Linked DNA regions of Mus musculus: regions 1, 2, 3, 4, 6 and 7 are each linked to region 5. Evidence: chromatin contacts called from public HiChIP or PLAC-seq and promoter capture Hi-C data. All regions are on one chromosome and are shown on one strand. The core of a region is the stretch at or near the end of the contact, and the rest is flanking DNA. Distances in the headings are between cores, read along the strand shown. Region 1 has its middle 150 kb from the start of Smc2os. Region 2 has its middle 61 kb from the start of C630028M04Rik. Region 3 has its middle 88 kb from the start of 4930552N02Rik. Region 4 holds the start of Smc2 (structural maintenance of chromosomes 2). Region 5 holds the start of Grin3a (glutamate receptor ionotropic, NMDA3A). Region 6 overlaps Smc2 (structural maintenance of chromosomes 2). Region 7 has its middle 120 kb from the start of Smc2os.

What was found. Promoter capture Hi-C pulls out the DNA fragments that hold promoters and counts their contacts. HiChIP or PLAC-seq counts read pairs in DNA pulled down with a chosen protein or histone mark.
Region 1: a promoter capture Hi-C map of hippocampal neurons shows a contact between it and region 5, with 9 times the contacts expected there. The contact joins the enhancer-like site here to the promoter of Grin3a in region 5. A contact is called at or near these places in 3 of 39 promoter capture datasets (embryonic stem cells, hippocampal neurons and liver) and 2 of 115 datasets of contacts at active chromatin or transcription factors (SST interneurons and astrocytes).
Region 2: a promoter capture Hi-C map of hippocampal neurons shows a contact between it and region 5, with 8 times the contacts expected there. The contact joins the enhancer-like site here to the promoter of Grin3a in region 5. A contact is called at or near these places in 3 of 39 promoter capture datasets (hippocampal neurons and liver) and 2 of 115 datasets of contacts at active chromatin or transcription factors (astrocytes and stem cell-derived neural progenitor cells).
Region 3: a contact with region 5 is called in an H3K27ac HiChIP or PLAC-seq map of SST interneurons, with 17 times the contacts expected there. The contact joins the enhancer-like site here to the promoter of Grin3a in region 5. A contact is called at or near these places in 1 of 39 promoter capture datasets (hippocampal neurons), 4 of 484 Hi-C or Micro-C datasets (cerebral cortex, cortical neurons and palatal mesenchyme) and 4 of 115 datasets of contacts at active chromatin or transcription factors (SST interneurons, astrocytes, embryonic forebrain and 1 more).
Region 4: a promoter capture Hi-C map of hippocampal neurons shows a contact between it and region 5, with 12 times the contacts expected there. The contact joins the promoter of Smc2 here to the promoter of Grin3a in region 5. A contact is called at or near these places in 2 of 39 promoter capture datasets (cranial neural crest and hippocampal neurons), 2 of 115 datasets of contacts at active chromatin or transcription factors (astrocytes and forebrain) and 1 of 9 other capture datasets (adipose tissue).
Region 6: a promoter capture Hi-C map of hippocampal neurons shows a contact between it and region 5, with 14 times the contacts expected there. The contact joins the enhancer-like site here to the promoter of Grin3a in region 5. A contact is called at or near these places in 3 of 39 promoter capture datasets (frontonasal cranial neural crest, hippocampal neurons and second pharyngeal arch cranial neural crest) and 2 of 115 datasets of contacts at active chromatin or transcription factors (astrocytes and forebrain).
Region 7: a contact with region 5 is called in an H3K27ac HiChIP or PLAC-seq map of SST interneurons, with 11 times the contacts expected there. The contact joins the enhancer-like site here to the promoter of Grin3a in region 5. A contact is called at or near these places in 9 of 39 promoter capture datasets (the 3T3-L1 cell line, embryonic stem cells, frontonasal cranial neural crest and 6 more) and 3 of 115 datasets of contacts at active chromatin or transcription factors (SST interneurons, astrocytes and stem cell-derived neural progenitor cells).

Annotation. Positions count from the first base shown.
Region 1 is chr4:52,283,021-52,287,202 of GRCm38.p6, reverse strand. It overlaps the pseudogene Gm12467. Among named protein-coding and RNA genes, the nearest start is that of Smc2os, 150 kb to the left of the region's middle. Within about 2 kb of position 1,707, at least 9 of the 459 cell types and tissues checked have an H3K27ac peak or open chromatin away from gene starts, as enhancers often do. A contact at or near this core is called in SST interneurons and hippocampal neurons, where this site is marked.
Region 2 is chr4:52,109,967-52,113,809 of GRCm38.p6, reverse strand. No RefSeq gene overlaps it. Among named protein-coding and RNA genes, the nearest start is that of C630028M04Rik, 61 kb to the right of the region's middle. Within about 2 kb of position 1,794, at least 1 of the 459 cell types and tissues checked has an H3K27ac peak or open chromatin away from gene starts, as enhancers often do. A contact at or near this core is called in hippocampal neurons, where this site is marked.
Region 3 is chr4:52,724,806-52,728,947 of GRCm38.p6, reverse strand. No RefSeq gene overlaps it. Among named protein-coding and RNA genes, the nearest start is that of 4930552N02Rik, 88 kb to the left of the region's middle. Within about 2 kb of position 2,572, at least 3 of the 459 cell types and tissues checked have an H3K27ac peak or open chromatin away from gene starts, as enhancers often do. A contact at or near this core is called in SST interneurons, where this site is marked.
Region 4 is chr4:52,436,504-52,440,497 of GRCm38.p6, reverse strand. It overlaps Smc2 (structural maintenance of chromosomes 2), which reads right to left and starts at 1,277. Exons shown (of 25, transcript NM_001301412.1): 1 at 1,088-1,277; 2 at 75-297. The coding sequence starts at 242. Smc2os (structural maintenance of chromosomes 2, opposite strand) reads left to right here and starts at 1,534. Exons shown (of 2, transcript NR_045175.1): 1 at 1,534-1,846.
Region 5 is chr4:49,844,018-49,847,835 of GRCm38.p6, reverse strand. Grin3a (glutamate receptor ionotropic, NMDA3A) reads left to right here and starts at 2,067. Exons shown (of 9, transcript NM_001033351.2): 1 at 2,067-3,453. The coding sequence starts at 2,755.
Region 6 is chr4:52,460,053-52,463,979 of GRCm38.p6, reverse strand. Smc2 (structural maintenance of chromosomes 2) reads right to left here. Exons shown (of 25, transcript NM_001301412.1): 13 at 3,684-3,822; 14 at 2,811-2,930; 15 at 973-1,177. Among named protein-coding and RNA genes, the nearest start is that of Smc2, 23 kb to the right of the region's middle. Within about 2 kb of position 2,474, at least 16 of the 459 cell types and tissues checked have an H3K27ac peak or open chromatin away from gene starts, as enhancers often do. A contact at or near this core is called in hippocampal neurons, where this site is marked.
Region 7 is chr4:52,317,598-52,321,354 of GRCm38.p6, reverse strand. It overlaps the pseudogene Gm12467. Among named protein-coding and RNA genes, the nearest start is that of Smc2os, 120 kb to the left of the region's middle. Within about 2 kb of position 1,629, at least 1 of the 459 cell types and tissues checked has an H3K27ac peak or open chromatin away from gene starts, as enhancers often do. A contact at or near this core is called in SST interneurons, where this site is marked.

The DNA.
Region 1 (4,182 bases), core at 458-2,957, 2.4 Mb before region 5:
AATTTGTATGCCCCAGTACAGGGGAACGCCAGGGCCAAAAAGGGGGAGTGGGTTGGTAGGGCAGTGGGGGTGGGTGGGTATGGGGGACTTTTGGTATAGCATTGGAAATGTAAATGAGCTAAATACCTAATAAAAAATTAAAAAAAAAATAAAACATAACAATTGTATTATTAATGGAAACCATGAATGCCTTGATTCATTTGATCACTTGGTGTATATAATACATTGTATAATATTTAAACAAGAACATATATATTCATCTCACATTTCTTTATGCAAAAAAATTAATTTTTTTAAAAAATAATTTTGTCTGGATGAGTGTTTGTCTCTCTGGATGTATGTGCACCACATATATGTCCCGTGTCACTGGAGGCCAGAGGAGAGTGACAGATGCCCATGAAACCTTCAGTGTGAGCCACCATGTTGGGAACTGAACCCAAGACCTCTGTAAAAATACTAAGTACTTCTAACAACTGACCCATGTCTTCACCTCCTCACAATGTTCTTTATGGTAAAACCACTCACAGTTTAAAGTATACAGCATACTATGGTCTCTATTCACTTTATTGTGCAACAGTGCACCAACACTTCTTGTTTGTATCTAACCTTCTAGTCAGTATTCTGGTGCTTATGTGGGGCTGGTTGTAGGGGAGATTAACATTGAGATCATCATATTGAGTAGAGCATAACTGGACCATCACCATTGTGCAGACGGGTCTCATTGGATCAGATGAAAGCATGAACTCAACAAAGAGCCTTCCACCCTGGAGTACAGAGACATTTTCCTTCCTGATTTCCTTTGAGCATCAACATTAGCTTTTTCTGCCTTTAAACTTAAGCTGAAACATTAATTCTTTCTGGGTTTGCACGTGTGAGCCTTTGAACTGCAATCCCAATTCTCATTCTGAAGCTTTTGGACTTGATGGTTCATCCTGCAGCTATTGGGAATGACTAGGTTCCATAATTGTAAGTTATTTCTTTTTAGCAAGCTCTTAGCCTCACCCCCATACTCTACACACATGTGTGTGTGCATTCAGAATATAGTATCTCTATATAGGTGTATATATGTGTCTACTGTAAACATACACATATATAGTATACTGTTTCTGTGTATATGAATGGACACACATATATTCTATATCTACACATATATGTGTTTATACATATGCATTTTGACTATATTCTGTTGTTTTGGGCAAATCTTCTTTAATGTACTTAATTTTCCAAGGACAACCATATAACCAGTCATTATGATATATGTTTTTAAACAATTCCAAAAAAGTAATTGAGTTTACCTAAGTCTTTTAACAAATCAACTCTCTGTTCAGAATGTATTCAATGTGTAAGTTAGTGAACTCTCTAAGGCAACTTCTTCCCATTGCTCCCTTTTATTTGAATAGATTTGGCCTTCTGTGTAGCACAGCGCTTTCCTGAATGCAATTCTAAATATGAGCTTTTCCTTCAGAACGATGGGTTTGAAGCTGATCTGGAAGGCAGTATCAAACAATTTTTCATTTGCTCGTTTGATTGTTCTTTTTATTGTTTTGCCCCTCGTCAAGACAGCCAACTCTTCTTTTAGCTCTAAAACTGACGTCTTTCCTCTAGATTTGCATGATGAGCTTTTAAATGTAGCTCAGAGTGGGAGTTTTAAGCGGTAATTGTTCATTTCTTTTCTTCTACACAGCAGATACTGAAATGTAGAAGAATTTGCATCTCTCCAATAATAAAGCCAGCACTTTAAACAAACATCTAAATACACACCATGGCTGATGCTTAGTGCTGTGGCTAATTGTGAGTGAGCAGAGCTATTGTTTCTGCTTTCTGGTTTTGTGCATTGAGCCTTGGGCACTAGACCAAAGTGCCAAGGCTTCTTCTAAGCTGCCACAAATATAATGTTCCTCCTCTCTGAGCTTCCCTGATAAAATCATGAGATTGGCTGCTGGCTTTGTTTGCACAGGTATGTGGTTAAAACCTTTTAAGAGCACACACTTTGTTTTTATTCAAATTCTCTGTAAAAATGTTCATCCCTCTCAAAATTACCAGATGCCTAGTCTTCCCTTCTGCATCACCACAAGATTCCCCAGTGGGGGTTGTGGCCCGCTGAGAAGTCTAGCTGACTTCCCAGCTCCATCTGCTTCTTCCTGAGAGGAGTTTTCAAGTTTCAAAGTGACTGTTTTTTTTTCCATTCATACAACTCTTATGCCTCTGTATTGTAAAAATTTCTGAACCTTCTGGTCAACCCCCAATTCCCGTAAGCCAAACTCAAAGCACAGTCTGCCCCACATTGGTCCTTGGCCAGTTCTACAGAATCAGTAGTTATAACCACTTATCTCCACATTTCATTCAGCAGTTTTCTCAGACATCAAACTTCTATTCCTTTCTTTGGTTAGCCTGCACTAAACCCGTGCCTTGTTCCTCAGTCCCTTTTCTTGGTTACTTCTTTCTGACTTCCTGGTTTACCAAGCTCAAGTCATTTTTTTTTCAATCTCTCTTTCCTTCAAAGAGAGATGCCTAAGTACAACCTCAATTTTGCTATTAGAACACTCGCAACATTACTTGAATTGTGTGTGTGTGTGTATAAAATTCATATACACTGTCTTTCTAAAAGTAATTGCCCCTTCCATTAGGTCTCTTTTGTCCAGTCTTTAAGTAGTGTTTTACATATGATTAGGATGAATTTCTTGTTTAGTATAGTGAATAACCTCCAGTCAAAATTCAAGAGTCAAGATTGTGAGGGTAATATCATTTACCTTAAGATAGGCTCTAATTCTTGCAATTTCTCTTATTTTCTATAAGTTCCTCCATATCTCCTTAGCCAGGGACCACATGACATATAATTTATTAGATCTTTACAGCAGGACTTAAGGTACAAGGTTGTCAGACGCTATATTCTCTCCTGATACACAGGTGCTCTCCCCAAGAGCTTTGTGGTTGACACTTCACTGTCACAATCCTTCCCCCCACAGTCTGTGGTCATCTCAAGGGCAGTGAGCTTGTCTGCTTTCTGGGGAAATGCTCTAGTTTAGTATATTGTACAGCCAATATACTAAGTATCTAGTTTGTTTTATTGATCCCAAGGTTTCAAAAACTCAGAATTATAAATTTCAAGTTTCTGAGTGCAAATTGTTGGGGGGCAGCATGGTGGTGGTGGTGGTGGTATACCAGATTAGATGCTGAATCAGATTTAAAAGGAGTTCTTATCAATTGCTTAACACTAATCTCATTCTCCCCCCACCCCCATTTTAAAAAAATGTAGTAGACCATTGATAACTATTTAAGCAGTTCTATTATTCCACTTAATAGAAGAACCACTTAATGCCTTGTGTGACAGAGAAACTTAGATCTATCTTCCTCTAAACGAGAACCTATTAGAGACTATTTTTTTTTCTGTTTGCACTGTGGCTGGATCTTCTATGGTTGATAATTTTATTGTCTCTTCAAAAAGTTTCTTTAAGGGGCTGGCGAGATGGCTCAGCGGGTAAGAACACCGACTGTTCTTCTGAAGGTCCTGAGTTCAAATCCCAGCAACCACATGGTGGCTCACAACTACCTGTAATGAGATATGACTCTCTCCTCTGGCATGTCTGAAGACAGCTACAGTGTACTTATGTATAATAATAAATAAGTCTTGCCAAGCAGTGGTGGCTCATGCCTTTAATCCCAGCACTTTGGAGGCAGAGGTAGGCGGATTTCTGAGTTCGAGGCCAGCCTGGTCTAGAGAGTGAGTTCTAGGACAGCCAGGGCTACACAGAGAAACCCTGTCTCAGAAACCCAAATAAATAAATAAATAAATAAATAAATAAATAAATAAGTCTTTAAAAAAGTTCCATTAAGGTTAAAATACAAAAATAAATGTACACATATTATAAATGAACAATTTAATATATCCACAAATCCATCTTTGTAACCACTATGGTGGTCATGAAAACATACTATCAGTATCATAAGCACTCTTGCTATTAAAGCTACAGTGCCTCTATGTCTTCCATTTTATTCTTCCGTGCTTTTCAAGAAGCCGTAGAACTACAGCAGCTATGTGAAGAATGTGCCATCACTCCTGAAAATAAGGCTCTTTCAATCTAGCATAGGAGGAAACCTCCTTCATGCTTGTGCAAGACAGCACATTCAGAGGTTAGCGATGTAGGTAGCTTATTATGGAAACCCAAGAGAGGGAATCTTACA
Region 2 (3,843 bases), core at 545-3,044, 2.3 Mb before region 5:
AGAGGGTGCTCCTTCATCCACCCACCCACCCCTTCCTCATCCCTCTAGCATCCCCCTATCCTGGGGCATCAAACATCCACAGGACCAAGGTCTCCCCTCACATTTCATGCCAGAAAAGGCAGTCTTCTACTACATATGTAACTGGAGCCATGAACCCACCCATGTGTACTCCTTGGTTGATGGTTTAGTTTCTGGGTGCTCTGGGCGTTCCAGTTAGTTGATATTGTTGTTCTCTTTATGGGGGTGCAATCCCCTTCACCTCCTTCAGTCCTTCTCCTCCCTCCTGGAGTCCCTAGGCTCAGTCCAATGGTTGGCTGTGATTATCTGCATCTGTATTAGCCAGGTGCTGGCAGAGCCTCTCAGGGGACATCTATACCAGGCTCCTTCCAGCAAGCACTTCTTGGCATCAGTAGTAGTGTCTGGGTTTGATGTTTGCAGATGTTATGGACTCTGGATTGTCTTTTCTTCAGTCTCTGCTCATTTTTTTTTGTCCCTGTGTCTCCTTTAGACAGAAACAATTCTTGTTTAAAAATTTTGAGATGGGTGGTGGCCCCATTCCTCAACTGGAGGCCTTGCCTACCTAATGGAGGTGGTTTCTACAGGTTCTCACTCCCTGTTGTTGGGTATTTCAGCTAATGTTATCAGTGGTCCTTCCCTCACTCTACCTCCCATGATTATTTTGTTCCCCCTTCTAAGTGGGATTGAAGCATCCACACGTTGGTCTTCCTTCTTGTTAAGTGTCATATGGTCTGTGAGTTGTATCATGGGTATTCTGAACTTTTAGGCTAATATCCACTTCTCAGTGAGTACATGCCATGTATGTCCTTTTGTGTTTGGGATACCTCACTCAGGATGTGCACTAGGCAGATCTTGTGCTCCAGCCCCACCCCCATACCACCAATACCCAGAGAGCCCCAGGAGTTCTAATACCCTCAGGCTCACATGTGAGTCCCCTACTCCCTGCCCTAATACATTTCTTTGTGATGCATTGCTCCACTGAATTTCCAAATAAACAATTCCATAGTGGAAAGTAGGATTAGAGCTTAAAGACAAAGATTCTCAAAGTCTTGTTCTATCAACAAATTTTCACAATGTATTTTAATACAATTTAAACCCATCTGAGCATAGAATATATAGTTTGCTTTATGAATCAAATGAAAAATAATCCATTTTTAAAGATAAATCCTTATTTTATTAATCTGAGTAGAACTAAATCACAGTAGTTCCTATCAGAGCCTCATATCAATATCTAACAAATTTGTTTCTCCTATTAAGTCAAATCTTTTCTGAAACCCTTCTAATCTTTATTTATTTTATTCAAACTGATATGGCATTATTTTGATGAGGTATTTAAAACGAGGTGTTACCTGAAGATAACAATGAAAGCAAAAACAAGGTGTGGTGGTTTGAATAAGTATGGCTCCAATAGGCTTATATATTTGAATGCTTGGTTACCAGGGTGTGACACTATTTGAAAAAATTAAACGATTAGGAAGGGTGGCCTTCTAGGAGCAAGTGTGTCACTGGAGGTGAGCTTTCAGATTTCAAAAGCCTATGTTATGCCCAGAGGTTTTCTCTCTCTGCCTGTAGATCAGAATCTAGTTCTCAAATATAGCTCCAGTGTCTGGCTATATGCTTCCTGACATGATGATAAGGGACTGAGACTCTGAAATTCTGAGCAAGCTTTTAATTCAATGCTTTTTTAAAAATAATAATTTCCATAGCCACAGCAATAGAACAGTACTTAACACAGATGGTGTTATGGGAGTCGGTTATTTCTGTAAGAGGCTTTGATGATACTGTTTGTTGGAGGAATATGGAAGATATGGGGACTTTGGACTAGAAAAGCAGTTGGACACAACTGGTGTTTAATTGGAAATCCCAGTAATAACATGGAAGACATTGCTGAGGGCCATTTGAACTATGATGGCTCAGCTCAAAAGGTTTCAGAGGAAGAGAATGTTAGTAAGTGGCCTAGAAACCATTCTTGTAATATTTTGGCAAAGAATGTGGCTTTTTCTGTCAAAAAAAATCCACTTGATGATAAATTGAAGAGTTTTAGGTTAATGACATTGGCAGAGAAGATTTCAAAACAAACTAATACTGACTCTGTCATGTGGTTAGTAGTGGTCACTCTTAGGCAGATGCAGATCCATAATGAAAAGTTCAATTTGAGCAAGGAATAATACAAAATGTAGATTTTGAGCAGAAAAGAAGCACTAGGAAGTGGAATGGAGCTATGCCCATTTGTTTAGGAGATACAAAGTGTAAAGAAAAACCTAAGGTTAAAGAGAATAAGGCAGTGGTGATCTCAGGGCAAGACCTTATCCAGAAATGCTTTCAACTAGTGAGAATGAATTAAAGAAAATGTTACGAAGTGAATGAAACCATCAAAACCAGAAGGCTGATGCAGATATATTTGAATGAGGAGTCAAAGTTCCAACTTCATCAAGCAGCACTTGGCAGCTTTGGTCACAAAGTTTTGGCTTTAGAGTCAAGAATAGAAGAAAGAGATTGTGAAAACTCTCACAGAGAGCTAGGCATGTATCAGGGCTATCCATGCATGCAGGAGAAGAGAGGCCAGTGTATAAAGCTGTGAAGCCTGGATTTCACTGGAAAGGCCAAGGGGTTGGAGACACCAGAGTCATGGTGTACTTGCCAAGGAAAGGTACAGACTGATTTTGGAATCGGCACTAGATAGATAGATAGATTGATTGATAGATAGATAGATAGATAGATAGATAGATAGATAGGGAAAGGGAGAGAGAGATGTTACAGTCAACGAAGCTGAAAAATGTTAGAGATCTGAAGAGAACTTGGAGTTTGCCCTGCTGCTTTTAGGTCTTGCTTGGTCCAGTATTTCCTCACTATTTTCCATTTCCTCCGTTTTGAAATGGTAATGTATATTCTATGTCATTGTATATTGATATATGTGCTCTACTTTTTGATTTTGATTTTTACAGGGAATTACAGTTAAGAGATTGCTGTGAATCTTAAAAGAGACTTTGGAGTTTGAACTTTTTAAGCAGTCTAGAGACTGTTCAAGACTATGGGAATTTTTGAAATTGGACTAAATTTGAACATGGGTACAAGCCTAGAGTGGCCAGAAATTGGAATGTGGTGTTTTAAATAAGAATGGCCACCCATAGGCTAATATGTCTGAATACTTAGTCACCAAGGAGTGGTGCAATTTGGAAAGGTTAAGATTAGAATCTCTCTCTCTCTCTCTCTCTCTGCATTAAGATGGTTGTAGTTCTTATATATTGCTCCGGAGTTTGCCTGTATTCTGCTCTTGTGGTTTCTGTCATGTTGATAATGAACTAAGCTTCTGAAATTGTAAACCAGCCCCCAAGTAAATGCTTTCTCTTATAATAGTTGCTGTGTCGTGGTAATTATTAATAGCAATGGAAATATAGAATACTAAGACATAAGATCGTTCGTTAAAGAATGCTTAAGACAACACCAGTAAACAATCTCCTCATGAGGGATGTGCCTAGTCTCACTACGACTTGATATGCCATGTTTGGTTGACATCCCTGGAAGACCTGCCCTTTTCAGGAGGAAAAGAGAGGAGGGGTGGGTCTGGAAGAGAAGGGCAGCTGGAGGAAAGAACTGCAAGGTTGGAGGGAAGGGAAACTGGTAAGGACATAATATATTAGAGAAGAATAAATAAATAATAAAATAAAAGCTGATTAAAAAGAATGTCATCATGAAATCTGAACATAAAAGCTAAGGTCTAAATGGCAGTAGCAGGTGGAGAAGAAAATTTCATCATTTCTTGTTTATTGTTCCTTGTACTTGAAGTCTTATACTATTTGCATGCTGGTGGTTTTATTTTTGTTT
Region 3 (4,142 bases), core at 1,323-3,822, 2.9 Mb before region 5:
AATGGTAGCATTACAGTTATGATGTGGTAACAAAAAAATAATTTTATGGTTGGGGGTCACCACAACAGGAGGAAGGCTGAGAACCACTGCAATAAAGATAAAAAAATAACTCGAATAAATATAAACTCCTGCTGGGCGTGGTGGCGCACGCCTTTAATCCCAGCACTTGGGAGGCAGAAGCAGGAGGATCTCTGAGTCTGAGGCCAGTCTGGTCTGCATAGCAGATTGTAGGATAACCAAGGCTATACAGAGAAACCTGGCCTCAAAACAAACAAATAATCAAACAGAAAACCCTAAGCCAAATCCACACCCATAATCTCCCTCTCAAAAAAAAAAAAAGTCATTATATTTTAGCCCTGCATTTTCTAATGACAGGCATGACCACGGGGATTTATTTTAGGTATTGTTCTTGGTTCTGTTTCTGCAACACAATTACCCTTGTTACCCTTGGACAAAAGAATCGAAGAGACATTTTTCTTAAACTAGAGGAGGACAGGGTTCCAAATATGCTGACCTTTTCTGTGATGACAAGTGGCTGTCAATAACCTGCCACCTGGCTGATCCTCAGAAGAGATAAAGACAGGCGCCTCCTTGCAAGGTAAAGGTGACAGCAGTGAGCTAGAAAGGACACTTGTGGCTGGTCACAGCCATGCTAGGGGAGAAGAAGGTGGAAGATGGGTGTTTGCATTACTGTCATCAAAAGAGCAACTGTCACTTCTTGTGTTTTTAACTTCACACAAGTTTCCTTTAGAAAGGTTTTAAACAGAGTCCTCCAACCTGCTTTAAAAATCTTCCATTTTGTGAAGAACATGAAGATAGAATAACCTCTTTGTCTCATGCCCCTTCAGCCCACCAGTGTGTACATACATTAGAATATCACTGTACCCCCAACATGTATATAATTGTTGCTTATCAATAAAAGTGGAAAAGGCTTTAAATACGTATCAACATCTGATTTTGACATCCGAGGTGAGGAACTTGGACAGCACAGACGGAGGGGAGGGGTCCCGTCGTCAGTGGGACTGGAAAGCACTTAACTTGCAGCTGGATCAGTTGAACTCTGAGAAGTATTTTTGCAAGGGTGGCAGTCATCAGACATGTGTATGGAGGAAATGAACAGAATTCTGCAGCTTCTACCTAAAACGTTGTGGATGATACTGGGCACTAAACCCAGGGCTCCCCACATGCTAAGCAAGTGCCCCTAAACTCGGATACAGCCTCAGCTCCTTGTATAGTCTTGGTTTGAGACAGATTCTTTCTAAGTCACCTAGGCTCACCTCCCACCGCTCATATAACCCAGCCTGCCCTTGAATTTTTGGTTGTCCTGCCTCAGCCTGTCAAGTAGCTGGGATCACAACCTTTCACTACAAGGTCTAACCAAGGTTTTGCTTAAATAATGAAGTATATAGTCCACAACATCACAATACTGTGAAAATATTAATAATAATTTTAAGGAGATGGTAAATATGTTTGCTTTCATGAGGAACCATAATTTAAACTTGAGCATGATGGGACATGTTTGTCGTCCCAGAACTAAGACAGAAGTATAGAGATGACAAGTTTTTAAGGTGAGCCTAGGCTACATAGTGAGTTCCGAGGCAACCTGGGCTTGACATAAGAAGAGCTTCTATCAGAAAATAAGGTGATCATAGAAAAATCAAGAAATGCTGTTTAAGATGTTTAATTATTCACAGCTTATGTTAATTATAGTCTTTGTGTACCATCTACATTGAGAAGTGGTTTTACTCTTTAGTACCTTTACAGACATATGTAAGTGTTCATATAGACATATTAATGAGTTAAAAACCAATTCAGAAATAGACCTGTTCTCTACAGCGACTGTTTATGGCATTAAGCTAGAATATGATGACCTATTACCTGCATAGCCAAAGCTGGCTGTGCTCAATAAACGTTTGAGGTGTAAATAAAAAAAAGTTCCATTTAGATAGATGTTTAAATTGTAATAATGTAATTATCCAAGAGTTCTTTCAAAATATTGTAATCCAACCATATATGCACAGAGAAGTGAGATAAAATAGCAAAATTATGCTTTTGTTGCAAGATTTGTTGGGCTGTGGGATAGCACTGGACAGTTCCGAAACTGACCGCTAGATGGCAATAGCTCTACATCTCGCTATCATGCTATCGCGCCATCCTTCCCTAGTGGTCTTCGAGGTTGCTCCTGGAATAATTGTTATCTCTGCAGATATTTGCCAAGAAAAGACGTATTGGCTTTAGGAATTCTGAGATTGATATTGCTAATGAAAACGCATTCCTATGCCTGGTTCTTGCTGCGTACATCTACGACTATCGCAACCGTTACCCCTCAATTTGATTAGCTAGGAGCTGTGAATCATTATAGCAAAATCAATAGAAAATTCATTTTAAGCTGTGAGTTCATAAAGGTCTGAGTATGAAAAGTTTAAGATAATTGCATTGTTTTAATGTAGCGTTCTAACACTCTCTTCCCCACCCACCTTTCAGACCACAGTTTTGGACCATCAGCACAGCAAACATGTTGAAGGCAGACTTGAAGGCTGTATCCCTGCCCCTCTGCCTGGCTACGGCTGTGTGTTCACTAAGAATCCACCTGACGGCAGCTGAATGCGAGCTATATTCTTCCCCATGAAACAGATCTATGAAGGGAACTTGCAAAATGCATTTGATCTTGGATTTTTCAAAGAAAAGACAATTGAAAATATAGCAGCAAGTGTGTCGCACGAAACTGTTCAGCTCTATACCTTGGGAAAATAATACCATGTAATTTTCTCTTGATATGAGAAGAAAATAGGTATCAACATCCTCCTGGGCTGTTTTATTTGAATTCACTCTTGTAACCATCAGAGGGAAGTAGGCGGGAGCCATGTGCAACCAAAGAGCGGAAGTGAGCCCCGATCAGCTGTATCTAAAGGCCTCACAAATGGGGTGTGGCTGTGCTGGACCATCGATGTCTGAAGGCCTCACAAACAGAGCATGGCCATCTCTGTGTTCTATTATGTGGTCGACTATCAGATCTAGATGACTCGAAAATTGGAGAAAGAAATAGGTTAGGTTAAATCCCAAGGAAACCATTGGGTCTTTAAAATTATATCTTTCTCTTTGAAAAACTACACAAGGCTATTTTCAAAAAGTATATAATATACTTTGCATATGTTCCTCCATACCCAACTACCCAACTTGGCAAATATACATTTCCAGAATGCAAACACTTTTAGCATCTTTCTTTGCAATAATGATTTGAGCTACCCCTTGTCACTATCTTTCTGTCATTTAAAGAGTATTTGAGATGCAATACACACACACACACACACACACACACACACAGAGACACACACACACGTGCATACATACTGGGGTGGGGGGGTGAGGAGCAGAGACAGAAAACTGAAAGAGAATAGAGACAAAGCCAAAAATACAGATACCTTGAATATGTATCCATAAAGTTCAAATACTATGGAAGGAGAATCAAAGACATAGCTTTTTGTGCTAAAGCTGTCTTGAGCCAGTGTGTTTTCAAATACTGACATTTTATGTGTGGTTTTTGGGTAATTAGTATTGTGGTATTGAGTGAGTCTACTATCTACACCTTGGAGGAGAAGTCACCGTGTGTTTTGAGAACAGTTATCCAGAGTATATCCTGCATTCCCTGTTTGGTAGACACCGTGTGGCATGGTGGTGGTATGTGGGTTACATGGTATGGACGAGGGGGGCCAAATCTGTTCAGCACATGTGTTGGTGGTAGGAAGTGCCTATAGCATTGGTGTTTGTTTCTTTGTTTGTTTTTGTTGTCTGTCTGTCTTTTCTTTATGGCTTAGGAATGCAGAGCTTTGGCTTTCTGTGTAATTTCTAGCCAGTTGAGGATGGAAGAAGACCGTCTGTCTCAGGAGCTCTCTGAGGAGAAAAGGATTTATTCCACTTATACTTCCACACCACAGTTCAACATCAATGAAAGTCAGGGCAAGAACTCAAGCAGGGCAGAGACCTGGAGGCCATGGAGGGGTGCTGCTTACTGACTTGCTCCTGTGGCTTGCTCATGCTTTCTTATGGAACCCAGGACCACCAGCCCAGAGATAGCACATCCCACAACAGGCTGGGCCCTCTTCCGATATCACTAATTTAGAAGATGTCCTACAGGCTAGCCT
Region 4 (3,994 bases), core at 28-2,527, 2.6 Mb before region 5:
AAAGAAAACCCAAAGTCTCCACAGATTAACAGATTCTCTTGCCAACACATAAGTCAGAAAAGCTGACACTTTACCTGGGACAGGTTGGAGATGCCTAGGAGAAAGCATATGGAGTCCAATATGTTGGATTTTCCACTACCATTTAAACCAGTGATCGCATTGAAGAGGGGGTCAAAACCATTGACTTCAGTCCTCTGTGCATAGGACTTGAATCCTTCGAGAATGATTGATTTAACATACATTTTCTAAACTGTCTTGGGTTAGTAAGCCTGTTAGGCAACAAGCTACAAGTCACGTCTGTATAAAACAGAAATAAGATCATTTATGTAGAATGTTAAAAACCCTCAAATCATAGTAAATACGACAGGATACACAATAACGTAAAGTAAAAAAAAAAAAAAAAAAAAAGAAAAGAAAAGAAAAGAAAAAATACACCTGCCAAACTACTTTTTCTCCTAAAAACAGCTGGCTCAGATTTTAAAACATCCAACCGTTAGCCAATGCCGGTAAGTTAAACCATTTAACCTAAAAATCATCTTTATCATTACTGTCCACTTTCCTAGGTTCGTGTTGCACTACAATACTGTAGTTAACAGAGACTACTAATTATTTCCCATTTCATTATCCTTGCCACAGACGACACTGGACTGAATACTCTTTACTGCACACCACTTAGCATACATCTTACAGGAGTCCTTCATGGATCTCCCTAATAGCACGCACACCCATCCTCTCCTTCCTTTTTCCTCCACAGCAGTAAAAGATGACATCAGTCGGCACCGTCTTTCCAACTCATTCTCGGTCCCGTTGTGCTTTTTTGCCTACATACGACCTTAACTCTGTTTACACTCGACTCTCAGAACCCGGGTAGTTAGTGAACCTTAAGGGCGAAGTGAATCCATTCTACTGCCTCGTTTTAAAATTCCGTGTTCTCTCGCTTGCCCAAGCCTTTCTCGATTCACCTTACGGATGAACAACAGTCAACATCTCTAATTCTCGCTTCAAGTCCCTCCTTGAGAATCTTGCCCACCCCTGTGCCTCATCTCCCGCCTGGACACCAGGCCGGGCCAAGAGCAGCACTACGCACCCGCCACAAAGCGGCTGGCCAGGGGAACCAGCAAAGTTCCAACCCGACGCGAAAGTGGACAGTGAGGCCACCCGACCTGTACTCAGGCGCTACCGGGCGAACGCCACCATCCCGGGCACCGCATCCGCTGCAGCCAACAACCGTGCCGGAACTGTTCCTTTGAATTTCGGCGCGAGCAAAGGACCCCAACTCCGAGGCGTCTGCGCTCTGTTGGTGCCTAGTATCTGCCTGACTGAAGCGCTTCCTCTTTTGCCCTAAGGAAAAACACAGAAACGACATAGCGACAATAAATAATAGTTTTAATATTGGAAGGTAGGAGACTATACCGTTTTGAACATGGAAAGCGAAAATGAAGATAGGTCGTGCTGACATCGCGTCAGGCATGCTCTGGGCAGCACCTCTTCCAGGTCTGGGCCTCGCGCGTTGCCGGCCCCGCCCTCTTTCTGGCCCTTTCAGGCTATCGGTCGGAGCCTTGGCTTCTGTCCGCAGGCTCCGCCCCCTCCCGGTCTACGCTCTTTGCTGCGGGGCGCGGCCGGGGCGGGCCGGGGCGGGGGCGGGCCGGGGGTCCCGGGACCCTTCGAGGATATTACAGGGTGGAAACCAACACTAGTGAGAAAAGTCCTCTGAGGCTTCATTTTCTACTAATTGAAGAGAAAGGCACTGGCTTTGAAAACACAAACCAAAACCAGTTCCAGTTTCCGGAGGGGACTGTAGGCCTGCAGTATGTGGAGTTTGGTGGAAGATGCTAGGCAAACGGCTGTAAGATTTTTTTTTTTTTTTTTATGCCGAAAACCTGTTTAATGATAAGCAGTGGCTGACGTACCGGTTCACGAAATGTTGCTGAAGCTTCTTAATAACAGTTTGTATTTACAGAGTTCTGTAGATCGGGTAGCTGTGTTTCAAAGGCTGTCAAGAATTTCCTCAACAAACGTGGAACCCTAGTGTTTCCTTTTGTACAGACGAGTTTATTGAATCACTGGGTTAAACGACTTATAAGTGAAGAGAGATTTTTGTTCCAGGCTGCCTAACTACAGAGTGTGTACTCCTAAACTTATTATCTACAACTGCTAATTTTACATTGCTAGTTAGAGCTGATCCCCATCAACTATGTAATTTAAAAAAAAAATGGTGTTGGGATTATTTATATTTAAGCATCAATACTAAGAGAAGGGCTTAGCTTTGTTTTTTTTATTGAAAATTTATTTTTTTTCCTACCGTATATTCCGATTAGTTTTCTCCGCCCCAACCTCTCCTAGAACCTCCTCCATTTCCACACTCACCCAAATCCACACATTTTCTTTTCTCTTTCTCATAAGAATATAAACAGACATCTAAAATGATGATGATAAAATAAGATTTTAAAAACAGAAGGACCAAATAAACAGGAGGGGGAAAAAAGCCAAAGAAAGAGCATTAGAGACACAATGAGACACATTCACACAGAGATATACACACAAAACATAAAAACAAAAGCAGAAACCATAATACATAATAAACAAAAGATTTTTAATATTAAATGGAAATGTTCAGACAAAGCAGTGTGAGACAAAAACCCTCTAAAAATACCATTAAGTTCGTTTTATGTTGGCCATCTATTGCTAGGCATCGGGAGGGACTACCCTTAAATATGGTTTGTACACCCAGACATCACTGGAAAAATGATTTGCTCTGCAGCAGTTATCAATTGGATATAGCTTCTGGGTTAGGATGGAGGATTGTTTCTATTTTCCCTCTCAATACTGGCTTAGAACTGCAGGTCCTGTGCATGCTGAAATTTACAGTGGTAGACAGGGAGGAAAGTGAAGATCGCCTTCCTGAACCTGAGAACTTCCTAGGCAAGCATTGGCAGCAGGTTCTCAAGTAAAAAGTGCCAGACTGCCTGGCAGTGGTGGCGCGCGCCTTTAATCCCAGCACTTGGGAGGCAGAGGCAGGCGGATTTTTGAGTTCGAGGCCATCCTGGTCTACAGAGTGAGTTCCAGGACAGCCAGGGCTATACAGAGAAACCCTGCCTCGAAAAACAAAGAAACAAAAAAGAAACAGTACAGTATCTATAATAGTATGCTACCTGCCTTCCTGTGGTATCAGCCTATTTGTCTGTGAAATTAGCTAACACCACTTTAATAAAGATATTTTGTCTGGTGTAATTCCTACTACTCTTGAACTCCAATGACTTGACTTATTTATGTTGGCTCTGTTGAATTATACATTTTCACCTTCAGCTCTGCTATATTCCTTTGATCACTTTTTTATGAATAAGGAATTTTGATTTTTAGACAAATCTAACATGGATTTTCACAAATTTTATTACTTGCTTGGGGGATAAAAATTTAAGACAGATATTAAGACAGACATCATTAGTATGTTGGCTACCTTAATAGACGAATAGCTAGATGATATCCTTAAGACAAATGGATAAAAATGTACAGGTACTTAAGTATTTAAGTGTACTCTTTTATTATGCTGTACTCATTATATAAAATGATAGGTTTCATTATGACATATTTCTATATGTAGAGTATGTCTCCTTTGCTCATATCACCCCTCCGTTATTGTCTATACCTTTTCTGTGATGCTAATCTCTTTCTTTCTAAGTAGTTTTGGGTTTTGTTTTTTGATATTTCTCTTTTTTTTCATTTTTAGTAGTTTTTTTTTAATTGGATATTTTATTTATTTACATTTCAAATGTTATCTCCTTTCCCGATTTCCCCTCCAGAAACTCCCTATCCCTTCCCCCCTCCTCCTGCTTCTATGAGGGTGTTCTCCCACCCACTCACTCCCACCTCCCTGCCCTCAAATTCCCCTACAAAGGGGCATCCAGCCTTCATAGGAACAAGGGCCTCTTCTCCTATGGATACCCTACAAGGCCATTCTCTGCTACATATACAGCTGGAGCCATGGGTCCCTCCA
Region 5 (3,818 bases), core at 818-3,317:
AAAACCAGGCATGGCATGGTAGCATGCACCTTTAATACCAACAGTAGGAAAGAGAGACAGAATACCAAGGATCTCAATGGCCATCCAGGTTAGCCTTATCATTGAGTTCCAGGTCTCACTGAGAGAGACTTTGTCCCAAAGACAAGACAAGCTAGAATGCTTCTGAGGCACAAAGCAGAGGGTGACCTCTGGCCTCCACCTGAGCTAACACAGATGTGTACACGTACATAGACACACACACACACACACACACACACACACACACACACACACACAAACACACCAAAAGGAATGACGCAGAGTAGAAAGGACCTGGGGAGACTCGAAAACAGAAAAGGAAGAGCTCTTCTTCCAGTTCACAAGCTTCCACCAGGGCTCCGTCAGTACCAAGCTCAGAACTATGCAGCTCATCTGAGAATAACCAGGTCAGCCACACTCTCACGGCCATGATGAACTTGTAAGTAGCCTAATGCCCAAAGTGAATCCAACAAAACCTTTCCCAGTCAGGCCAGGCTACTCTCTATCAACACCTACTCTCTGAGGAACTTCATCTGAGCACACATGCAATGCCATGGTGCTAACGGTTGCTATGCAGAGTCACAGTTATAGGCACTCCTTAGTCTTCCATACACATACTCCAGCTCCTCCTAACGGCACGGGTGAGAGCCTCAAGTCCCTGCCGTGCAAGGACCACACATTCTACACTATACTTTGTATCTCAAGCAATGTGGTACTCTGGGATAAAGGAGATTGCTGACAGAGCTTTGATCTCTCTCTGACCTCAAGAGAGAACAGGGGCTTTCTATTCTGATTTAGCCCCCATTAAGCGTTTACTTCCCAATGGTGGAAGTTTTTTTAACCCTGAAGCAACTCCATCTTACAAAACTTACTTTGTGCTGAGACAAAGAGTCTTCTCTTTGCCAGGTTCTCAAGAATTTTATTTGTCTATAGTTTCATTATCCCAAAATTTAAAACATGGTGGAAACTTAAACTCAAGAATCAAAACAACTTTTTAGAGCTAAAGGTTTGATGTATTTACATAGTAATTTAGCAGCTCCAAACAACAGGGCAAGGACAGGTCAAATAAATTGCCGAGGTCACAGTTCTCCAGAGGTGATATTGGACTCAGTATTGCTGATCACCAATGCTGTTAGTCACGTAGTCATCTCCCCCACCCTCCTCATGAATGATTCCTGTAACATAAAAAGTAGTCAATTTGCAATATGTGTGGCATCCATAAGATTTCCTTAACCCTTTTGCGTTTTTTCTGATGTCACTTATTAAATGGGGAGAAAGTTTAGATAATAGGCTCATTGACCCCTGGGTTGCTGTATAAATGAAATAACTCACAAGAAACTACAACCTGGACACTCTTGGTCTATATACTACGGACAACTGGTGAAGGCTTTTTAAGCTCTGAAAGTACTTTTATTGCATTTTATTTATTTTATGTCTGGGATGGATGTGAGCACGTGAATCTTGCCACGCAGGGGTGCACGTTGGAGGACAACTTTCTTGAGTCAATTGTCTCTTTCCATCTTAAAGGACCTGGGGATGTAAATGCAGTTGTGAGGCCTGGTGGCCAGCTCTTTAACTTCTTGAATCGCTTTGAATCCACGTTTTTTATCCCGAGAATCAAAAAAACAAGACCCCTTTAAAAACGCATAAGCTCCTCTGCCAAAGAAAAGCAAGAAGAAATCAGATGTGTAAATAATTCTTGCTTTAATACTCTGGACTAGAAAAACCCTTTAGAGTGGTGTCGCCAAGGGATACTCCTTAAAGTCACAGTGGCTTTTAACCGGTCCCTGTGACCCATTAGGCTTCAGATCTCTCAGTACCGACTCCGAATTCAGAAATCCCCCAGGCTGTCTTTGCGTACATCCGCCAAAGGGAATTGTGCCAACTACAGACTCTGCGTTTGAGGGGCGAGGACTTTGCAGGGGCGCGGGACTGTGCGGCAGGAGAATCTCACCATCAGTGGGCGTTTAGCGCAGCCAAGCGACAGGCTGGCGCCAGGGCTCTGCTACTGGGAGGCGCCGGCTGAGGCGGGGAGAACTTTGGCGCTCAGAACAGAACCACCCTTCGCTGGCCAGTTGTGTCGCTCCTCCAAGGAAGCCGCGGAAGTGGCGCCTGGGCGAAAAGCCCGGCAGAAAAAGGAAGAGAGGAAGTAGAAAGGGAAGAGGGGAAAATGAACCAGGCGCTGGGGGAGCCCGCGGTAAGGTGGCCGGCGGGGAAAGGAAGCAGGTTCGGCAGCTGCTTTTCCGCACCCCGTGCGTGAACGCCCTCTCCTCTGCCACCCCAGTAAATAAGTGGGTGTCTCCTGAACTGAACAGCAAGAGAAAAGAAGCCAGCCAAGTGAGAGTACAGCTCCTCTGTCACTGCCGCCCCCTTGCAAGTCTGGCGGCTTCTCGCGGGGCCAGACGCTGCGCCCCAGGCGCCCTGCAGATGGGGTGGACAGGGACCCGGAGCTCAAGCCACGGGTGACCCGCGCTGGCCAACCGGCCTGCGGCGCTTGCGGAGGATGCTAGGCGGAGGAGCCCTGGAACCGCATCCGACACTGCCCGGCGTCCGCTAGGCTGCAACTTGGAATGCCCAGGGAGCGGTCCGGCTCCTGTGACCACTTCGCCGCGTCTAGGGAAGCTGCGCTCAGGATTTGGAGGCAGAGACCTCAGGCGGCGGAGACCTCCGGCGGCGGCTGCAGAGGGAAGAGCCGGGCGCAGGAGGGGGCGCGCTTTCTCCCAGCGGGTCTCAGTAATGAGGAGACTGAGTTTGTGGTGGCTGCTGAGCAGGGTCTGTCTGTTGCTGCCTCCGCCCTGTGCACTGGTGCTGGCCGGGGTGCCCAGCTCCTCCTCGCACCCGCAACCCTGCCAGATCCTCAAGCGCATCGGACACGCGGTGAGGGTGGGCGCGGTGCACTTGCAACCCTGGACCACGGCCCCACGCGCAGCCAGTCGCGCTCAGGACGGCGGCAGGGCGGGTGCCCAGAGGGATGAGCCAGAGTCGGGGACGTGGCGGCCACCGGCGCCCTCGCAAGGCGCACGTTGGTTGGGGAGCGCCCTGCATGGCCGGGGTCCACCCGGCTCCCGCAAGCTCGGGGAGGGCGCCGGGACCGAGACCCTGTGGCCGCGGGATGCCCTACTGTTCGCTGTGGAAAACCTGAACCGTGTGGAAGGGCTCCTTCCCTACAACCTGTCTTTGGAAGTAGTGATGGCCATCGAGGCGGGCCTGGGCGACCTGCCACTTATGCCTTTCTCTTCCCCAAGCTCACCGTGGAGCAGTGACCCTTTCTCCTTTCTGCAGAGCGTGTGCCACACCGTAGTGGTACAAGGGGTTTCAGCGCTGCTGGCCTTCCCCCAGAGCCAGGGCGAAATGATGGAGCTGGACTTGGTCAGTTCTGTCCTGCACATCCCAGTGCTCAGCATAGTGCGCCACGAGTTTCCGCGGGAGAGTCAGGTGAGAGGAGTCTGGTGCGTGGAGTGCTGTGCGCTGCTGGGAGTCGGGACCAGAAGGGGAGGAAGAGTGTGGGGGAAGCCTGGGTTTGTTGGCTTGTTTGTTTTTTAACTTTGATGTTTGAGGCTTGGACTATGTCCCTAGGCGGTAGGTTAGAGGACTTCAGTTGAAATAGAGTAAGACATTTTAAAAGCAGGCAGAAATAAAATGCGAAGTTGGGGGTGGGGGAGGGGTCACAGATGGAAGGAAGAAAGTGGAGATGATATGTGGTGGGGGCGGGAGGCAGTCATGTTTTGACAAGCTATGAGAAATCTAGTGGGTTCCAGACACCTGAAACTTAAGGTTCAGAACCGTGGACAGTGATCAAG
Region 6 (3,927 bases), core at 1,225-3,724, 2.6 Mb before region 5:
AAACTCAAGAAGAAGGAAGACCAAAGTGTGGATACTTTGCTCCTTCTTAGAATGGGGAACAAAATACCCATGGAAGGAGTTATAGAGACAAAATTCGGAGCTAAGACAGAAGGAAAGACCATCCAGAGACTGCCCCATCTGGGGATCCATCCCATATACAACCACTAAACCCAGACACTATTGTATATGCCAGAAAGATTTTGCTGACAGGACTCTGACATAGCTCTCTCTTGTGAGGCTATGCCAATGCCTGGCAAATACAGAAGTGGATGCTCACAGTCATCTATTGGATGGAACACAGGGTCCCCAATGAAGGAGCTAGAGAAAGTACCCAAGGAGCTAAAGGGGTCTGTAACCAGATAGGAGGAACAATGTGAACTAAACAGTACTACCACCACCCCCAGCTGTGTCTCTAGCTGCATATGTAGCAGAGGATGACCTAGTCGGCCATCAATGAGAAGAGAGGCCCTTGGTATTGCAAAGATACCAAGTACATATGCCCCAGTACAGGGGAATGCCAGGGCCAGGAAGCAGGAGTGGGTGGGTTGGGAAGCAGGAAGGGGGAAGGTATAGGGGGCTTTGGGGATAGCATTTGAAATGTAAATGAAGAAAATATCTTATAAAAAATGCCTTAAATTTTAAAAAAGTAAATACAGTATTTTAACGTTAAAATGGGAGCAATGAAACCACACAATAAAAAAAAAAAGTTGCCTTGGTCATGGTGTCTGTTCACAGGAGTAAAACCCTAACTAAGACACTACCCCAGTGACTGGACTAGCCTAAGAACAAACAGGAATACACTTTAGAGGAATGAGTTACTGAGTTGATCCATGATAGTGAATCATAAGCCACTTGAGCGCTTTGACACTCTTCTGTACTTTAAAAAGCAACTGGGAAATAGAGAGAGAAACTGACTCAGAGGCATAAACAACTTATCAGAGAATTATTAACACAGGTAGATACACAACATACCTCCACTCAATGTTCCATGAGGATCAAATACATCACCCCCAAGGGTTACAGTTCTGGTCATTATCCTTTTATCAAAGGCCACTTTTTTGGCATTATCCATATTGTTACAAACAAATGTTGTTCCAAAGACAAATTCCATTCCTTTCTGAAGTTCTGGTTTATAGTCAACCAAGGAAAGAGCTACATGAACATTGTCAGGACCAACCTACAGGGAAAAAAAAGATCTATCACAGGACACACTACTTTCTTTGAAATATAAACTAGTAAGAACTGCAACAATATATTTAAATTATATATATACCTAGTAATAATTTTTTTACTTTAAAATATAGTTTTAACACTGAAAGACCTATTACCAACTAAAATAGTTTAAATACTAAGCACTAGGGTGGTGGTAGGTCACCCCTTTAATTCCAGCACTTGGAAGGCAAAGGCAGGTTTGAGTTCAAGACTATTCTGGTCCACAGAATGAGACCCAGACAGCCAAGGCTATGTAGAAAAACCTTATAATGGCAGTGGTTGAGGGGGGCGGGGGCGGGGGCTGGGGCAGGGACTAAAAAGCACAAACTACTATGCACTGTAAGTTTCTTTCAAGAAGCCGATACCAAGTTCGCACATCTAAATCGGCTATATAAATACAACTATAAAGTGCAGTAGTCTTTATATCAGCATAGTTACAGAATTTTGGTTTCAATTATTAATAGTATGTTTCAGTGAATGTTTTTTTTATTCAAATGAACTACAGCAGCTACTTTAAAAACCAGAAATAAGCTCGATGACTAGCTGAAAGGATAAAACGGACAGGCAAAGCCCTAGTCTTCCACTGCAGTCACAGCATCTTTGTGAACTTTACTCACAATGGCCAACTTTCCATGTTCTGACAGCAGCAAAACAACAAAGGCAGCACCATGCTCAGACCTTCTGAGCCAGCAGACACAGCATTAACAGATCTGGCTATAGACTCTAGGAGAAAATGTTCTTGCTGGTGTTTGAGATTCCAACTCACTAAACCAGGGCTTAAATCACAGGCAAACTAAGTTTGTGAACATTCCTGACACAAACTAAAACAAACAAACAAACAGAAGCCACTTTTAACTCCAAGGGCATTTTGAAATTATTTTGACTGAAATTTTCTCAATGATACTGAAGACACTGGGTACCTGCTTAGTGTCTCAACTACAAATGCTATTTCTGGGTTTCACCTAACTTTTGAACTCAAAACCCTTACAAAGCTGCTCAATAACAAGATCATTTTATTGAAAACACGGCTTCTTTTTAAAAATGATTTTATGTAAATTGGTGTTTTCCTGCATGTATGACTGTATGAGGGTGTTAAACCCCCTGAAGTTAGAGTTACAGACAGTTGTGAGCTGCCATGTGGGTACTGGGAATGGAAGTTGGATCCTTTGGAAAAACAGCCAGCTGTCTTAACTGCTGAGCCATCTATCTCTCCAGCCCAGCTTCATGTTCTGAATCAGCATTGAACGCCCACGCTGGGGGCTGGAGAGAAGCTTGTTGAGAACAGCAGCTGTTCTCCCGTCAGGCAGCTTGTGACCCCAGCTCCAGGGCAGCCAGGGACATGCGCATACCGCATATGTTCATACACAACCTTAAATAAAAGTAATAAGAATAAAAGCAAATCTTTTAAAAATTATAAGAATGTATGGAAAAATAAAAATGTATTTCCTTGTACACATCTACTTTCTTACTAGCAGATACACCACAACAGGGGCCATGTTTCGGTTGTCCAAAATTCTATGAGTATATCCCTTAAAATTACTATTTGCTAAAGCTAAAAGACAGAGATAAATGTGTAATTAAGACAAAATAAGACTTACAAGATTCTGAGCGACCCTCAGAGTTTCAGGAGCAATACATCTGGCTGAAATCTTATTGAGAGGAATTATTGTGTATCGACGCTTCAACTCCCCCTTTTCTAGTAGCTTCTTAGCAGTTACCTAAAACAAATATGAAATTGTAAGAAAAAACACTAATGGTGATTAAAAACATTAAACTAGAACGCATACAAGTTTAGGGATCACCAAATATATCTGTGGTGTGTGTCTCTCACTGTAGATTCTAAAAATATACAAACTAGATTATAGCTCAGCCTTACTGAGGATGTTTTTGTGGGCATATAAATGAACTTGGAAGGTATTTGCTAAGTGATGTAAGTCAGAAAAAACATTGCACAATGCCATTTACACACAGAATCTTAACAGGAGAAGCTGATGTAGAGACTAGAAGGTGAGGTTTGTGAGGAGGGAGAAAGTGCAGAGAAGGAGGTAAGGGGCGCAAGGCTGCAATCAGAAAAGGGAGCTGTATCTGGAAAGACCATGTATACGTAGGATGCCTTCTTCTGCTTTCTGCATGGTGTGTGTACATGCGAAGAACACACAGAAAACTAAAAGATACATCACAAAATGTTTGTGATGAGGTTAATTTACATGAACAAGAACAGTGAAATCTGAAGAAATGTAAATAAATCCAATGTTACTGTAATAAAAAAATTGTGAGATTAGTTTACAAATTTAAATAAATATAAATTTGACAGCAGAACAGAAAAATAAATGAAAATTAAATCTGTCAAAAAATTAACTAAAAAGCTTAAGTGGCTCAGAGGACTACAAAAGCACAGAATTTTTCTACCATTATATGATTTTTTAGGCAGAATATTAATTTTAAATTTTCTTTAATTAACATCCATTTACCTCTGTGTCTACTACAACATTGTAGAGTCGTTCCCCAGCCACCACTTCCAGAGCTGTGGCTGTAGAATTATCTTTCACATTTATCAGAGAAGCTACAAGTCCTTTCACAGAATTTCGATTCCAGTTCTTCTCTGGGTCCCTAAAATTAGAGAGGTTACCAAACATTAATGTTAGATGAATAGTATACTACCCTAGTTAAGAGCTCCAAACAAATGAATTATAATAGTTAGAAAATGCCAGCTAT
Region 7 (3,757 bases), core at 380-2,879, 2.5 Mb before region 5:
CTTAGTAAGGTCAGGTCTAGTTAGTAATTGTAGAGGAATTTTAATTCAGCAACATGGATGCTCTGGCAAAAGATGACTTCCAAAGATATGATCTGGCTGAATGCAGACATGCCATACACCTTTAATCCCTTTTACAGACACGTCCTTAGTACACACCTTTGATCCCAAACAATGACGTCCAATTGCGGGGGTCAGCGGGAGGGGGGGTGGGGGGGGGAGGAAGACAAAGTGACATATCAGAAAGACTTGACAGAATGAGTCAGAGATAAGATATTCCTTAACTCTCACAAGAATAGACAGGAAAGAGAGGCTACGTAAAGAGCAGTGAGGGAGAGAGAATCGAATGGAATTCAATTCAGTGCATTTCAGTTCAGTTTTGTTTGGAGGCTTTCAAAGCAGAGCAATTCAGTTACAAACCAAGAGAAGCCAATTTGAATCAGCCAACTTGGAGAGGAATTTGAGCCAGAACAGCTGAGCTGAACCAGCTAGCTAGAGTTCAGAAAGAACTAGGAAGAGTAAATGTATTAGCAGGAAGTCTCAGAGGTCTAGGTTAGCAAGTGGAGACCAGAAGCTAAAGCCGTCAACGTCTGAGCTTGCAGAAGATTAGTTTGTATGGAGGCTATGAGCTTCCAGGCCTAGGCCTTGGGACAGTTAGATAGAAACACTCTAGGCTCAGCCCAAGTCACATTTTTGCACAGCTTGTGTACAGCTCTCAACTTGTCACTTCATCTTAGGAAATAAAAATGACATTTATAAGTGCTAGATGGGAGCTGTGTTTGGAAAATGCTTCCAGTGAATCTTACCTCAATTCACCCAAATGTGCTCCAAGTTCTGTCAGTGACTAAATGGGTAAAGGGAGTCCCTTTCTCATCTATTGTGGTGGCCATTCTCAGATCCAGAGGAATGAATTAAGGAGTGATCCCAAGCCTTTAAAGGCCTACCCACTCACATGAGAAGTACTTATCAGAAAACCCCACGTTCAGAATGATCAAAGTTATGCATTTGTTAATAAAACCTACCTATTATTTCTCAATGTCATTTTTCCCTTTCATTTATCCTTTAGCGGAGAACACCTGAAGGGAGAATGAGTGTCAGCATTTCAGCATCAGTACCATGGGCTAAACTCTGACAGTAGGTGAGCAGGGGGGAAAATCAATCCCTTCTGTGCTCCTGAAAAGCACCTGTGGTAGGGTGATAAATGTTTAAATAAACAGCTACAGTGTCATGAAGACAGGCGATAAGGATGTGCAAACTGGTTTTCTGCAAGCAGTTCTAAAAGGGCCAGGAAGGATTCCAGAATGCAGTGATGTCCACATTGAGTCTTAAAGGGTACATAAGAGCTTGATAGTGGAAAAATCACAGCAGTCATTCTGGGAAAAGGGTAGGATAAACAAATGCACAGGGCTGCTTGAGAAGAAAATCTTTCAAGGTTTGCAATAGCTGGAGCATGAAAAACAGCAACGTATTTGGAAACTTTGAGGATAATGTAACTGGAAATCATTTACAAGGCTCTTGCTGCAGAAATTTAGATCAGAAATACAATTCCACAATGGCATTATATATGACTTTAGAGCAGACTCACTCCCAGTTTACATACATACTTTGCATATATGCAGATTTTTGCAAATGCAAGCTGAGTTCTTGGGGCACTGAATCAGGAAACCTGGGTGTGTTCTGAATGGGCTGCAGCAATTCCTGTGTAAATCTGCAAACACGGCAGAAAAGTATTTTTAACATACACAGTAATCACAACACTCACTAGAAAATCATGTATGTCTATGCATTTCGACTATTTTCAGTGGCAAATTGCTAGGTTAGGAAATATCATGGCCTTTTAGACCAAAATTCTGTCTCACTGTTTTTGACGTTTTACAATGTGATTTAGTTTTTTTTCTTCTTCTTTTCATTATAGTGATAATGGTTTACCTTTCTTCTGTTTGAAAAAATATTTTAAAATTTTCAGGGCAGTGATAGCCCAAGTCCTATTTATAAGTTTCTTAGAAGTGAATTCTTCAATTAAGTGATTAATAATGCTCACCTTAAGAAATATTGTTTTGGACTACATTTTCTGCTTACTTAGTCTATCTGTGATTTGTGGTTAGGCCTTTCTCCTCACCAGATACTATTTATGATGTTCATTTGGGTGTGTTCTGGCATGTAAGAAAAGTCACAGCCTGTCCCACAGTAGATGAAAAAAAAAAACCAAGCTGCTACTGTCTTCAAAGTGTCACTGTAGGGCAACCTGAAGTTTCCTGAGATGTAATATTTCCTATTTGCAGTAAGTGTAACTTCATTCTGCCTTGGTACTATTTGTTGTATGATTGCATTATATTAGCTAAGACAAAAATAAAAACAAAAACAGACCAAAACCAAATCATGAGTTTGATTTTACAAAGCAAAGTACAAATGTTACATACATTTGTACATAGCACCATACAGGCAAATACATAGTCTCTATATGTATTACAAAGTAATAAAATCTACCAAGAGAGGATCTTTCTTTCTTTCTTTCTTTCTTTCTTTCTTTCTTTCTTTCTTTCTTTCTTTCTTTCTTCATTTATTTATTGTGTATGTGTGTGTGTGTGTGTGTGTGTGTGTGTGTACATACGTACGTGCATGTATGTGTTGCTTGAGGAGGTCAGAGCAGAACTTGCAGGAGTCAGTTCTTTTCTTTCACCTTGTGGGTTCTAGGAATCAAACTCAGGTATTCAGGACTGGGGTAAATGCCTTTATTACTTGAGCCAAGTGACCCAGCACTACGTTTTACTTTTGAATGTTAATTTTTGAAAAAAAATTAATTTGGCCTCCTTTGCTCCTGGGTGAGCATTATCCCCTGTGTAGGTTAACTCCAATCAAATTATTTTATATGAACATATATTCTCTCTATATATTAATATTTTATATACATTTTCTCTCTCGTATATATATATATGTATATATATATATATATACACACACATATTTATATTTAGGGATCTACTATCTAATTTGGTTTAAGACTTGTTGCACAGGATAGAATGCATACTTGGTACTATAAATATTGCCAAAATTTCATGGTTGAGGAGTGTCTTTTACTGTTCTATTTTGCTGTGCAGAGACCCCCACAATCATAACAATTCTTATAAGAGAAAGCATTTAATTCGGGGTGTGTTTACAGTTTCAAAGTCTTAGTAGATTTTCATCATGGCAGAGAACATGGCAACAGGCGTGGCAAGCATAGTACTGGACCATGACATGTAGGGAGAGAGAGAGAGAGAGAGAGAGAGAGAGAGAGAGAGAGAGAGAAGAAGAAGAAGAAGAAGAAGAAGAAGAAGAAGAAGAAGAAGAAGAAGAGTGAAGAGAGACGGGGACTGGGTCTTATTATGAGCTTTTGAAACCTCAAAGCACATCCCAAGTGACACACTTCAACAAAGCTACACCTGCTGATCCTTCAAATGCCATTAAAGAGTTCTAGGTTCTACTCCCTGGTGACTAAGCATTTAGCCATGTAAAACTATGGGGACTATCCTTATTCAAATCATCACAGGAAGCTTATAGGTCCCAGAGATAAACCTATTACTATTGTATTAATGGACATCATATCAAACTTTTGCTAGATCGCTCTCTCTCCACAGAGATGAGCACAGACAGCTCTTAAGCCTCAGCGGAGACGTTTCTTTGTACAGTGGATGATGATTAACTCAGGAACTCACAACTGAACAAAATGCAGAGAATGAATGAAAGTGGAGTGGTTAACCACAAGTTGTACATCTGTATC